3 separate regions of the Hordeum vulgare genome follow, and all the other regions are linked to region 2. Evidence: chromatin contacts called from public Hi-C data. All regions are on one chromosome and are shown on one strand. Each heading gives the region's core, a stretch centred on a gene start, on an enhancer-like site or on the middle of the called end of the contact. The rest is flanking DNA. Distances are from core to core; before and after follow the strand shown.

What was found. A called contact is a pair of places that touch in the nucleus more often than the background predicts.
Region 1: a contact with region 2 is called in a Hi-C map of leaf, with 5 times the contacts expected there. The contact joins the promoter of LOC123427783 here to the promoter of LOC123427740 in region 2. A contact is called at or near these places in 2 of 6 Hi-C or Micro-C datasets (leaf and seedling).
Region 3: a Hi-C map of leaf shows a contact between it and region 2, with 5 times the contacts expected there. The contact joins the promoter of LOC123427773 here to the promoter of LOC123427740 in region 2. A contact is called at or near these places in 2 of 6 Hi-C or Micro-C datasets (both in leaf).

What each region holds. Positions count from the first base shown.
Region 1 is chr1H:158,575,456-158,579,007 of MorexV3_pseudomolecules_assembly, reverse strand. It overlaps LOC123427783 (40S ribosomal protein S7), which reads left to right and starts at 2,267. Exons shown (of 5, transcript XM_045111903.1): 1 at 2,267-2,401; 2 at 2,491-2,564; 3 at 2,669-2,792; 4 at 3,533-3,552. The coding sequence starts at 2,327.
Region 2 is chr1H:157,858,477-157,862,053 of MorexV3_pseudomolecules_assembly, reverse strand. It overlaps LOC123427740 (probable ubiquitin-conjugating enzyme E2 25), which reads left to right and starts at 1,306. Exons shown (of 7, transcript XM_045111869.1): 1 at 1,306-1,415; 2 at 1,506-1,599. The coding sequence starts at 1,402.
Region 3 is chr1H:158,525,291-158,529,210 of MorexV3_pseudomolecules_assembly, reverse strand. It overlaps LOC123427773 (probable calcium-binding protein CML18), which reads right to left and starts at 2,246. Exons shown (of 1, transcript XM_045111892.1): 1 at 1,187-2,246. The coding sequence starts at 1,948. The coding sequence ends at 1,430.

The sequences.
Region 1 (3,552 bases), core at 1,018-3,517, 720 kb before region 2:
GTTCACGTCCGCTATGCGTAGATCATCCCACTCTTTATTCTTGTACTCGTAAGTTAGCCACCTCATATATTGCTTAGTCGCTTGCTGTAGCCTCACCACTTAACCATACCTCACCCATTAAGCTTTGCTAGTCTTGATACCTTTGGAAATGAGATTGCTGAGTCCCGTATGGCTCACAAATTACTACAACACCAGTTGCAGGTACAGGTAAATGTTACTTGACGCGAGCGCGTTGATTGTTCATTTGGAGTTTCTTCTTCTTCTTCATCGATCTAGGATGGGTTCCTGGCTGGCAGCCTGGGATAACAAGGATGGACGTCAGTTTCTTTTCTCGTTTATTTTCGTCCGTAGTCGGACCCCACTCTTCTTCGTGATATTTATGTATTTTACTGATGTGACTGTGATGTAGCTTGTGGCGAGTGTAAGCCAATTCCATATATCTCATCTTTTCAGTACATGTACTTGTAACGATATCCATTCTTGCGAAACGACGAGATGTGCTTCTATCCCTGTCGAGGCCCTCGTGCCAAAATAAGGATAGGATCGCATCTTGGGCATTACACATTGCTTGCAAGGCTTCTGTGTGATGTTGTATTACCGAGTGGGCCCCGAGATACCTCTTCGTCACACGGAGTGACAAATCCCAGTCTTGATCCATACTAACTCAATGGACAACTTCGGAGATACCTGTAGAGCACCTTTATAGTCAGCAGTTACGTTGCGACGTTTGATGCACACAAGGTATTCCTCCAGTGCGAGTGAGTTATATGATCTCATGGTCATAGGAATAAATACTTGACACGCAGAAAACAATAGCAATAAAACGACACGATCAATATGCTACGTTCATAGTTTGGGTCTAGTCCATCACATGATTCTCCTAATGATGTGATCTAGTTATCAAGTGACAACACTTGCATATAGTCAGAAAACCTTGACTATCATTGATCAACTGGCTAGCCAACTAGAGGCTTGCTAGGGACATTGTTTTGTCTATGTATCCACACATGTATCTATTTTTCATTCAATACAATTATAGCATGGATAATACACGATTATCTTTTACCAGGAAATATAATAATAACTATTTATCATTGCCTCTAGGGAATATTTCCAACAAATGCAACTACCCAATGAATCACACGGCGACAACGGAATAAAAGGGAATCTTCTGGAGCGTCGGTCTCGGGCTGTCACAAAAGCGCAGCCGCGGAGCGTTCTCCGGACCGAGCTGAGGGCGTTTGGTGGCACGACGTTTCTTGCGGTATTCGACTTTCGTCCATTCATTGCAATGGCCTGAAGGGAAGGGGCTCAGGCACGGGGAAGAGCGAACCACAATGGGTTTTAGCCTTTACTGCCCGAAAGAGGGATCCCTAGCAGTATCCGGGGTGGAGAAGGCGGCCGCGGTCTTGGAGCACTCCCCCCGGAGCAGGATTCGCAGCGGGAGCTTGGGGTTGCCGTTGACGAGCCAGGGTGAGGCTGAGAGTTCAACAGATCTGATGGACCGCTGGACCTGGCGAGATCACGGACCGAGGCCGGTTGCCCCCACTCCTTGTTGTCTACTGAGGTGGACCGCGCAGATTCGAAGCATGCGGGGCGGGAGCGCCCCATGAGGTGTGGAGAGGTGGCGTCCCTACCCGGGCGGGCATCGCCGGGGTGTGGTGGCCGTCGTGGTCGAGGTGGCCAGCGACTCTATCGTGGGAGGGGAGGGAGGTAGCTTGTAGGGACTAATGGTCAATTGCTTGATGAAGTAAAAGGCTTGATCAGTTCTTTCGTAGATTGTAGGGTTGTTTGGGTGCGACGTTGTGCAAACAAAGTTGCACATGTCTTAGTTAGGGAAGGTTGCTTGAAATTCTTATGTAAAACTTGGATCCATGTGTCTCCTGAGTGTGTTAGCTTGGAGATTGTATGAGACAAGACTTTAAACGTTGAATAAAGTGGCATAAAGTGGCAATGATTCTCATAAAAAAGGAAGAAGAAGCAGGTAGCACATGTACGTGCTTCTTTGATCCGCTGTTATGAATCTTTATATTGAATCTGTTAAAACCTTTTTGATAATCTGCTAATGGAACAGTGTGTGTTCGTCGGACTTTGACTTATGTTTATGGATGAATTTCCACAAACACGAGTCCGAAAAAACAAATCTTGATAAAGATCGATATTGGCCAATGCAACAGGCCTTTTGTGCCCAGCATGGCCCAGCCCACAAACATTTTGGGATCCCCTTAGACCTATAAAAACATATCCCACTACTCGCGGCCGCCTCTAAACCCTACCTCCGTGGCCGCCACACCTCGACCTCAGGCGAAGAAAGGGCGAAAGCACCATGTACACGGCGAGGAAGAAGATCCAGAAGGACAAGGGCCTCGAGCCCTCCGAGTTCGAGGACTCCGTCGCGCAGGTAGCTAGGAAGCCCTCTCGTCTGACGTCACTGCCCTTGCGTGTGGTCTCTGGGCTCCGTGTTTCACCACCGCCGTTTCGTCTTTGTAGGCTTTCTTCGACCTGGAGAATGGCAACCAGGAGCTCAAGAGCGACGTCAAAGACCTCTACATCAACGCCGCCTTGTAAGCCATCAGCCAGCCTTAACCTTGATTTTCGTTTCAGTTGAGCAGTCCAATTGGCAGTGAAGGCGATGATGGTTTCTGGTTTGTGCGGCCTCTTGTTGCAGCCAGATGGATGTTGCAGGGAACAGGAAGGCCGTGGTCATCCACGTCCCGTACAGGCTCCGCAAGTCCTTCAGGAAGATCCACGTCAGGCTCGTCAGGGAGCTCGAGAAGAAGTTCAGCGGCAAGGTTTGTGGAATGCCATTCACCTTGTTAGAATCCTTTCCTTTGAAGAACAGTCTGATCTAGTAATCATTATTTCACATAGGAGTCAGTTGGAGTAAGTTTGCTAGTCAGAAGGATTGCTTATGTGTTGTAGATTGCGTAGACAAGATGGTAATCCCCTATAGCCATAACAATTTACTGCCTTACCAGAGAGCATGTGTCTACGCTCCGCCTGAATCCTGTTCTGTTTTGCACTGCACTCTGCTACTACAAATACAATACGATACCTGTGTGTGTGCAATGTTCACCAGTATGCTACCTCGTCTACAACTAGGACGCTGTACGAATGGGCATGTGTTTTCGGTTTGGAAGAGATGTATTTACTCGAATGCTGTGGCCGTTATTTCTTATTGCCTTCTTTGTCAGGTGTCATTTACAATGTTTGGCATCTTCCATTCAATGTTATTTGTCTAATGAAGAATTTGTTTGTTAGTCTAAAAATACGCCGATGGAGAAATTTCTTAGTAGTCATGTCTTTTGCCTATTAAACATGCCAATACCCCCTAATTTTGTTTAGACAATTATTGTATTCATGTCACTTCCTGTAATTGCCAAAAATATGCCGATGGAGAAATTTCCTAGTAGTTGTATCTTTCACCTATGAAACATGCCCAAACCCCCCAATTAAGCTGAAGCAGAAGTTAGCCAAGTTCCTTTTTCTTCCATGCTTGCTGAATTGTGTAGTTGACTATGACTCAATGCAGGACGTTGTTATTGTTGCAAC
Region 2 (3,577 bases), core at 57-2,556:
ATGAGTTATTATACAAATTTGGTGAACCTTTTCTCAAATCAGATGAACTTTTTTCAAATTCATTGATTGTTTTGTCGAAAATACATGAACATTTTTCAAATTCAATGAACCTTTTTTCAAACTTGATGAACTATTTTCAATTTTGATAATTTTTTTTAAAAATCAGTTTTTTTATTCCACTGAATATTTGTCAGGTTCGATGAACTTTTTCAAATTTGATAATCTTTTTTCAAATTTGATGAACTATTTTTAGATCCGATGAACTTTTTAAAAATCCATTAACTTTTCAAAACTTTTTCCATTATTTTAAAATTTGTGAACTTTTTCTAAATCTATGAACGTTTTTTGAAATCAGTTAACTTATTTGAAAATCGGGGAACATATTTTAAAATTCGTGAATTTTTTTCAAAATCAATGAACTGTTTTTGCTCAAATTCGATGAACTTTTACATTTTCATTTTTTTAAAAATTGATGAACTTTTTTAAAATCTGTTGAACTTTTTTTTATTCAAATTTGATTAACTTTTTTCTTCAAATTTGATGAACTTTTTTCTTCAAATTCGATATTTTTTATAAATTTTGTGAAGTTTTTTAAATTTGATGTTTTTTGACTAAATTTGTCAGTGTTTTGAAGTTTGTAAACGTCTTTTGGAAATTCATGAATATTTTTGAATTCATGATTTTTTTTTAATCCAACAGTTGACTGGTTAAAGGTTGATGGTTCAACCGTGACTGAAAAAGTAACAAATGAATCAGGGAGGTTACAGAGCGATCGAGCAGTGGAGCGAGCGAGCACCCGCGTTGGGCCGGCCCAAGTTCGAGGCGCTTAAAGCGCCACTATCCCGTACCGGCGCTGAAAGAGGGGACCTCCTATGCGCCGCTCGTTACGGCCAACGGCCGAGCGGATGCATAGGGGGTCGCCCGACTGGGCCGGCCCAGAAAAAAAAAGGAAAAAACCCGGTTCAAGAACCTTCTAGATGGCCCTTCGCACAGAGGGGCAACCTGAAAGCACGAGCAGCTCCCCTCGGTAGGCCTATCCTCATACCACTCTCTCACTGACCTCGGGCCCGAACCCGGACTCCGGCCTTGGCTTCCCCGCGCGTGGGTCGCTTTCTCGGTGGCCGTAGCCCGCCTCCCAGGCCCGGTAGTAGTCGTCGCCGCACGGAAACAAAAATAAAAAGGAAAAGGCCCCCTTCACGCGTGGGCCACCGGCGTGTGATCTCACTGCCGGCTGGTCCCGCAAGGAGCTCGCGTCATCGACGGTCGGTGGCGGCACACGACTAATGTTACTCTGCGTCCGCCCCTGCGCACCGCTACGCGCACAACGCCCTCGCCCTCGTCCGCGCACCCCCCACTCGGCCCCTCCCCCGCCACTTGCCGTGACACCCATTGGACCTCGCCATGGACGCCTCCGAGTGCGCCCCCCCCCCCCCCCCCCCTTCGAAGAATCAGCCGTCGATTGTGTTTCCAAGCAGTTTTTTGATCGGCTCCATGATCCATCCCAGGTACCCGCACATGCAAGGGGGCGCGTCGTCTTGCCGTGCCGCCGACGCCGCCGCCTGGGACGCCGTGCAGCAGCAGAAACGCCAGCGCTGCCAGGTACTAGTCGTAGCGCGACCTCGGCGTCTCCGCAAATTCCGTCCGTAACCTCCCTTCTTCTGGTTCGCTACCCGAGCGGTTTCCGTGCAATCCGATGTTGCGGCCGTTGCCTTGTTGCGGAGCGTGACACGAGGGTTTTGACCTACTTGGGTGTGATTGTATTTTTTAATAATTAAATAATAATTCAGTTTTTTCTTGTGGTTTAGGTTTGTGGATTTGGGGCGTGCTTTTGATTTTGAAGTGGAAAATATCTTAATAGCATATAAGGGTAGTAGGGTTTGCCGGACAATTTTGTATTTAGGTTTCTGGAGATTGATTGTGGTAGGATTGGGGTTTCCTGGGCACTTGAATTAACATTCTATGGGTTTACAGTAAAATGTTTTTTATTTACCGTTTTTTTTGTGGGTCTGTGGGCCTGTAGAGACTAGAAATAATATCTGGTGTTTCTTTGTAGTTTCGTTGTGTTCGTAGAATTGCGGTCTGTGCTTGTATATGTTGTTTGCCGAAGTTTTGATCTTGTAAATCTTGTTTACACACGGATGAGTACATAAATATACATGGTAATGAAAACTGCAAGGTATACATTCTAGCATATTCAATCGATGGCGTGTCTCTAGAATGTCCATGTATTGCTAATAAGCTTGAAACATTTGTTTGACCATGGAAGTGTCTGTGTGGCTAATCTAGCTACCTCGAGCATCTCACTCATATTTTATACTCCCTCCGTTCCTAAATATAAGACCTTTTAGACATTGCACTATGAACTACATAAGGATGTACATAGACATATTTTAGAATATAGATTCACTCATTTTGCCCCGTATGTAGTCTTCTAGTGAAATCTCTAAAAGGTCTTATATTTTGGAACGGAGGGAGTATAATCTTATGACTGTATCGCCATGATAGGTGTCTCTTAAATTCGTTATGCGTGAATTTTGATGCTCTAGTGGTAAGCTGGTAGGAGTTTGAGCAGTTGTACACATGAACTTTTAGCAGAGCATGCAGGTGTGTGAGCTATAGAGGTATGATTTTTTTGGGGGCCAGTGATCTAGCAACGCAAGACACTTGTGGCAGGCCACAACGTCTCATGTTGAACGTGAGGGCAATTCCCCTTGGGATATTCTAGTACCATTGTGGAAATGAGAAGGTTTTGGAGTATCATGGTTTCCGTAGCACTTTTTAGATTTATGTGTTAATTATTACTGAATAAATTTTCGCATGTTTGAACTTTGTGCCTCTCTGATTCACAGGATTTGCAAAATGTGGGAATAGAAAAACACAGGAATAGAGTGGCATGCCACTGTATTTGCCAAAGCACCTCTAAACGTAAGGATGCTTGTTTGTGCACAGGAAAAATGTAGGATTATTTCAAGGAGGTTGCAGTGGATGGAAAATTTCCTATGAAATCTAGTGCAAATAATCTAAGGAAAAAATCCTATGGTTTACAATCGTATGAATCAAATAACCCATAGAGGAAAAATTCCTAAGGATTAAAATCCTCCAAAATTCATTTGAGAATCCTTTGAATCAAAGAAGCCCTTCTTTGCCTGTTAAATTAATACTACAGCATGCTCGACATTTCTTAGTTTGATGTGGATGAAGGCATTGCTTGTGTTCTGCTAGCTGTTTGTCCGCCAGGGAGAGAAATTGAAAAGTTGTGATGATCTTGAGCTTTTGTACTTGTTTATTTATTTGTTGAACAAGTGATTTTTTATACCCTCTCTAACGGGCATTGCTTGTTTTGTGGACAAAACAGTAACTTAAAAATTACCAAATTAACTTTAGGTCGTATATTATTGCAAAGTCAATTTTATAGGATGTTTTAGTCTACAATAAATATGGACACTGTGGAGACAAGACAGGGACCCCCCACCCTCACCACCACCATTCCACTTATCCTAGTTTAAAAAATTGAGAGGTAACTGGTGGTTCAACAAGAAAAAAAATGCAGCCTGCTCAGCTCTGGTTCAGTGAGAAG
Region 3 (3,920 bases), core at 997-3,496, 670 kb before region 2:
CCCTCAAGATGACCTCAAATCATAGAATGTTAAACATCAAAGTCGTTTGTCTTGTTGAAATAGATAAATGACTATGGTTGACCAATGAGTGTCGCAACGCGATCTCCATCTCCATGTGGAATCATAGTGTGCCGCGGCCGCGACGACAAGAATCGACGACTTATGCTCCGCGTCGTCTAATCAGATCGGCGCCGATGCTCCCCCTAAATCCAGAGTCAAACGTCGGCGACCACTTATCTACGTCAGACTCCTTTCCTAGCACGATGATTGGCGGTGGAGTTGTGGTGGTGTGAGCGGCTGTGAGAAGGAAGAAGTGGGAGGATAGAGTTTGCGTCGGAGGGCGGACGACTTTAAACACACGGGGCGGACAAACCGACGAAGCTTCAACACGGGCAACTAGAGTAAGCTTTTCGATAGATGCCACCTACCCCCACCCACCTACCAAGCCCCCTCTCCCCACTACCATGCACACGTTCGTGAATGGAGGTAGCCGATTAGTGCGGAGTGAAAGTATGGCATGGAGGATTCTAGTGCAGACGCCTGAGAGAGGATTTGAGGTGGGTTCAAGGTGTACTCTGACTTGGCGGATGTGTGGAATCTCACGAAGCTTTCCTCGGGTTGTGGCTGAGGCGTATGATTTCAGATGTCTAGGCCAGCCCGACCCAATTTGTTGATCTGTGTTGGAGGTCTAAAAGTGTGTCGATATTTCGACCCACACATTTGCATGGATTTTGATGATCCACGTTGGAGATGTCGGAAGCTCGTAATTTGAATAAAACAGATGGTACATTGATTCAATATCATACTCGAGAACTTTCGAACGTGATTTTCACAAGAATCACAATATAGTTATTGTTTCTGCATGATTGTAGACGAAAAATAAAATGTTCATTCCTAAAGATTTTTCTAGAGAAACATAGAGTTCAAAACGAGTTATAATCCATTTCAAACAATCTAAGGACAAACTTCTTTATACAGCGAACATCATTAGTAGTTCTATTATTCCCTCCGTGACGGTTTAAAAGACGTGCATGAAAATTATTTTGAATCTAGGTGGTTATTGATTGGTTGTGAGATGGGCTAAAAAATAGCATTCACACTACGCATACATATAGAAGTAATACAACGAAGTACTATAAAAGTAATACAACGAAGTACTAATTAGCTGATAGAAGTAAATGCAATGTGTCATAAACCTTATTTTTATTATGGAAATGCACGTAAATTTAACTGTGTCTTCTAAACTGTGACGACGAAGGAGTAGCAGATTAGCTTTACATAATTATTAATCACTTCACCCGCATCATCATTAGTGCTCGCATTTAGCCTTCGAATTTGAGATTAATTAAAATTAAAGTAAGCATCATGAAGGAACTAAACCCTCAAGGACGCATGCAGCATAGTTTGCTCATGGCCCGGCCATACCGACCTAGCACCTACCTCCGCCGCCCATCATCTTCTTGAATTCCTCAAAGTTGACGCTGCCGTCTCCGTCGGCGTCGACGGATCGGATCATCCGCGAGCAGTCAGAAACAGAGCACTTGTCCCCGAGCTGGCGGAGCACGCGGTGAAGCTCCCGCGCGGAGATGAGCCCGTTGCGGTCGGCGTCGTACATCCGGAAGGCCTCCTTGAGCTCCGCCTCCGTGGCGTCCTCCTGCTCCTTGGCGTCCGCGCCGGCGCCGGCCTTGCAGGGGCCACAGTGGAAGGCGGCGAACTCGTGGAGGTCGACGAAGCCGTCCCTGTCGGCGTCCATTTCCTCCATCATGCTCTGCACCTCCCCTGGCCCCGGGGGCGCGCCCAGCGCGCACAGCACGGACGCCATCTCGTCCGCCGAGATCTTGCCGTCGCCGTTGGCGTCGTACCGCCGGAACACCTGCTCCAGCTCCGCCATCGGCATGCCCAACCCGGCGCAGATCTCCGGTTTCGCCGAGCCCACGCCGTTCGCCATGTGATATGATTTCTCTCTCTCTCTCTCTCTCTCTCTGGCTCGCTTCAATTCTTTCCTTGGCCGGGTTGGCTGCTATGCGCAATTCTTCGCCTCCGGTTCTGCCTTTTTATCCACGCAACGTGCGGCAGGACTACGCGTACGTAGATTCTTGGCAGAAATATCACGTAATTTCACAGAAGCGTGGGGTCTACGCGCATCGGGCACACATGTAAATTGGGTCCAACAACGACAGGTGCCGGAAACGCGGTGCGGCGCGTAGGTACGACGGCGAAGCCCTCGTGAAAGGGTCGTCTCGAGAAAGGAAGCAAAAAATCACAAGCCCGTGCAGCGGAGGCGTTTGCTTGCGGGGCCAGGAAGCTTGCTGCGGTGGGACCACAGCATCGGGGGGAGTAAGTGAGGGCCGGGAAGGGAAGAAATGCGTGGCCGAGTTGTGGAAGACTGTGAGGGGAAATAGGAGTACGAATCCGCCGGCCGTACCGTGTTTGGAAGGTTGCGTTTATTGGTGGGCGTTGCCAATGAGAGAGGGAGATTGATTGATGGCATCACGCGGCCTCGCAACCGCGTAGGGATCTCCTCACTGCTGTGGAACAGGAAACGCCGAGGGTGGTTCCACTCTGCTCAGGACAGATAGGCAAGTATGGATATGGTCACCATAAGAACAACCCGTTCCATTTCGTACGATCGCCGTTTGTTTGGATCTGCGCGGACAAAAGTAATGACTCAATGCGCCGACCAATTTCTGGCTAATTTAGGACTGAAATTCGTCGACGCGGACACGAAGCGGACGCACGTGCCCTCTCTTTGTCTGCATGTGGCCGGCCTGGCCTACTTGTCATACAGCCACCCACCCAACTCTATGTGCTTATTTAATTCGCTAGCCCACTTCCACCAACCTCTCTCCTATTATTATAATACTACAATGCTGCTGCCCACTTGCTTTTCGTTGGGTGCATGTGCCGATCCATTTTATAAAACGAACACGGACAGGCCGGCGAACGACCCAAACAGATAAAAAGCGGACAAAGCGCGCGTCCGTTTGGGTCGCCTTGTTGGAGTTGACCTAATTAATTTTCCTACACGTTCAGCTATCAAATATAATTTTTCTATAAATAATTATCTACAACCTACCTTTAATTTCACCCAACAGTCATGGACGCGCTCGGTCAGTACGGGACATGTTCATTTCGAACCCTATTTGTCCGTCCACACAATCATATTTTCCATTTTCTTTTTAGTATGTCTGATCACTTATATGTGATTGGTGAAGATAAAAAGAAAGAAATAAAAATATAAATAAAGAAGGAAAAATGGTTCGATGTGGGATCACGTCCTACATGACGGACTGACCGGACGCGTCCGCGAGTCCTTATATCCTTCCTATATTTGACATGGATATAAGGGTTCGCGAACAACCTGAACTTATAAGAGGTTGCTGGATAAAGAAGAGAAAAAGGGAGAAGGATGCTGCCATGGGCAACAAAGAGAAAAGGAGGGATTTACCCCTCAATCATGGGGCTATGGTTGTGTGGGGACCCCGACTTATGAGTCGAGATCGTCGAATGAACGTGCTCAGTGATCCCAAAGATCAATGCTCATGGAACACACATAAATTGAATAACAAGAGTCTTACATCCATACATACCGTCTCGTACAAATATTGACCCTGCGGTCAAGTCTTACATAGATAGGGCCTTGGAGGCCAATACAACAAACTTGACCAATATCGGAAATATTGGTCGAAAGCATGAACCCATGCCATCAGCCTTAACCTACAGGCATTCTGACTGGAAAGCGTCCTAGCTCGCAGGAACGTCACCATGGTACTCTTCACCATCTCTTGTTCTCTCTTACTTGGTCAATGAAATAAACAGTGGCAAGCCAATGACTACTTTGAATGTACTCGCAAGCAACCCATGATGCAGATTATGTAATTGAGTGCGATATGAAGTATAATGCAGCCTTTGCGGAAAGC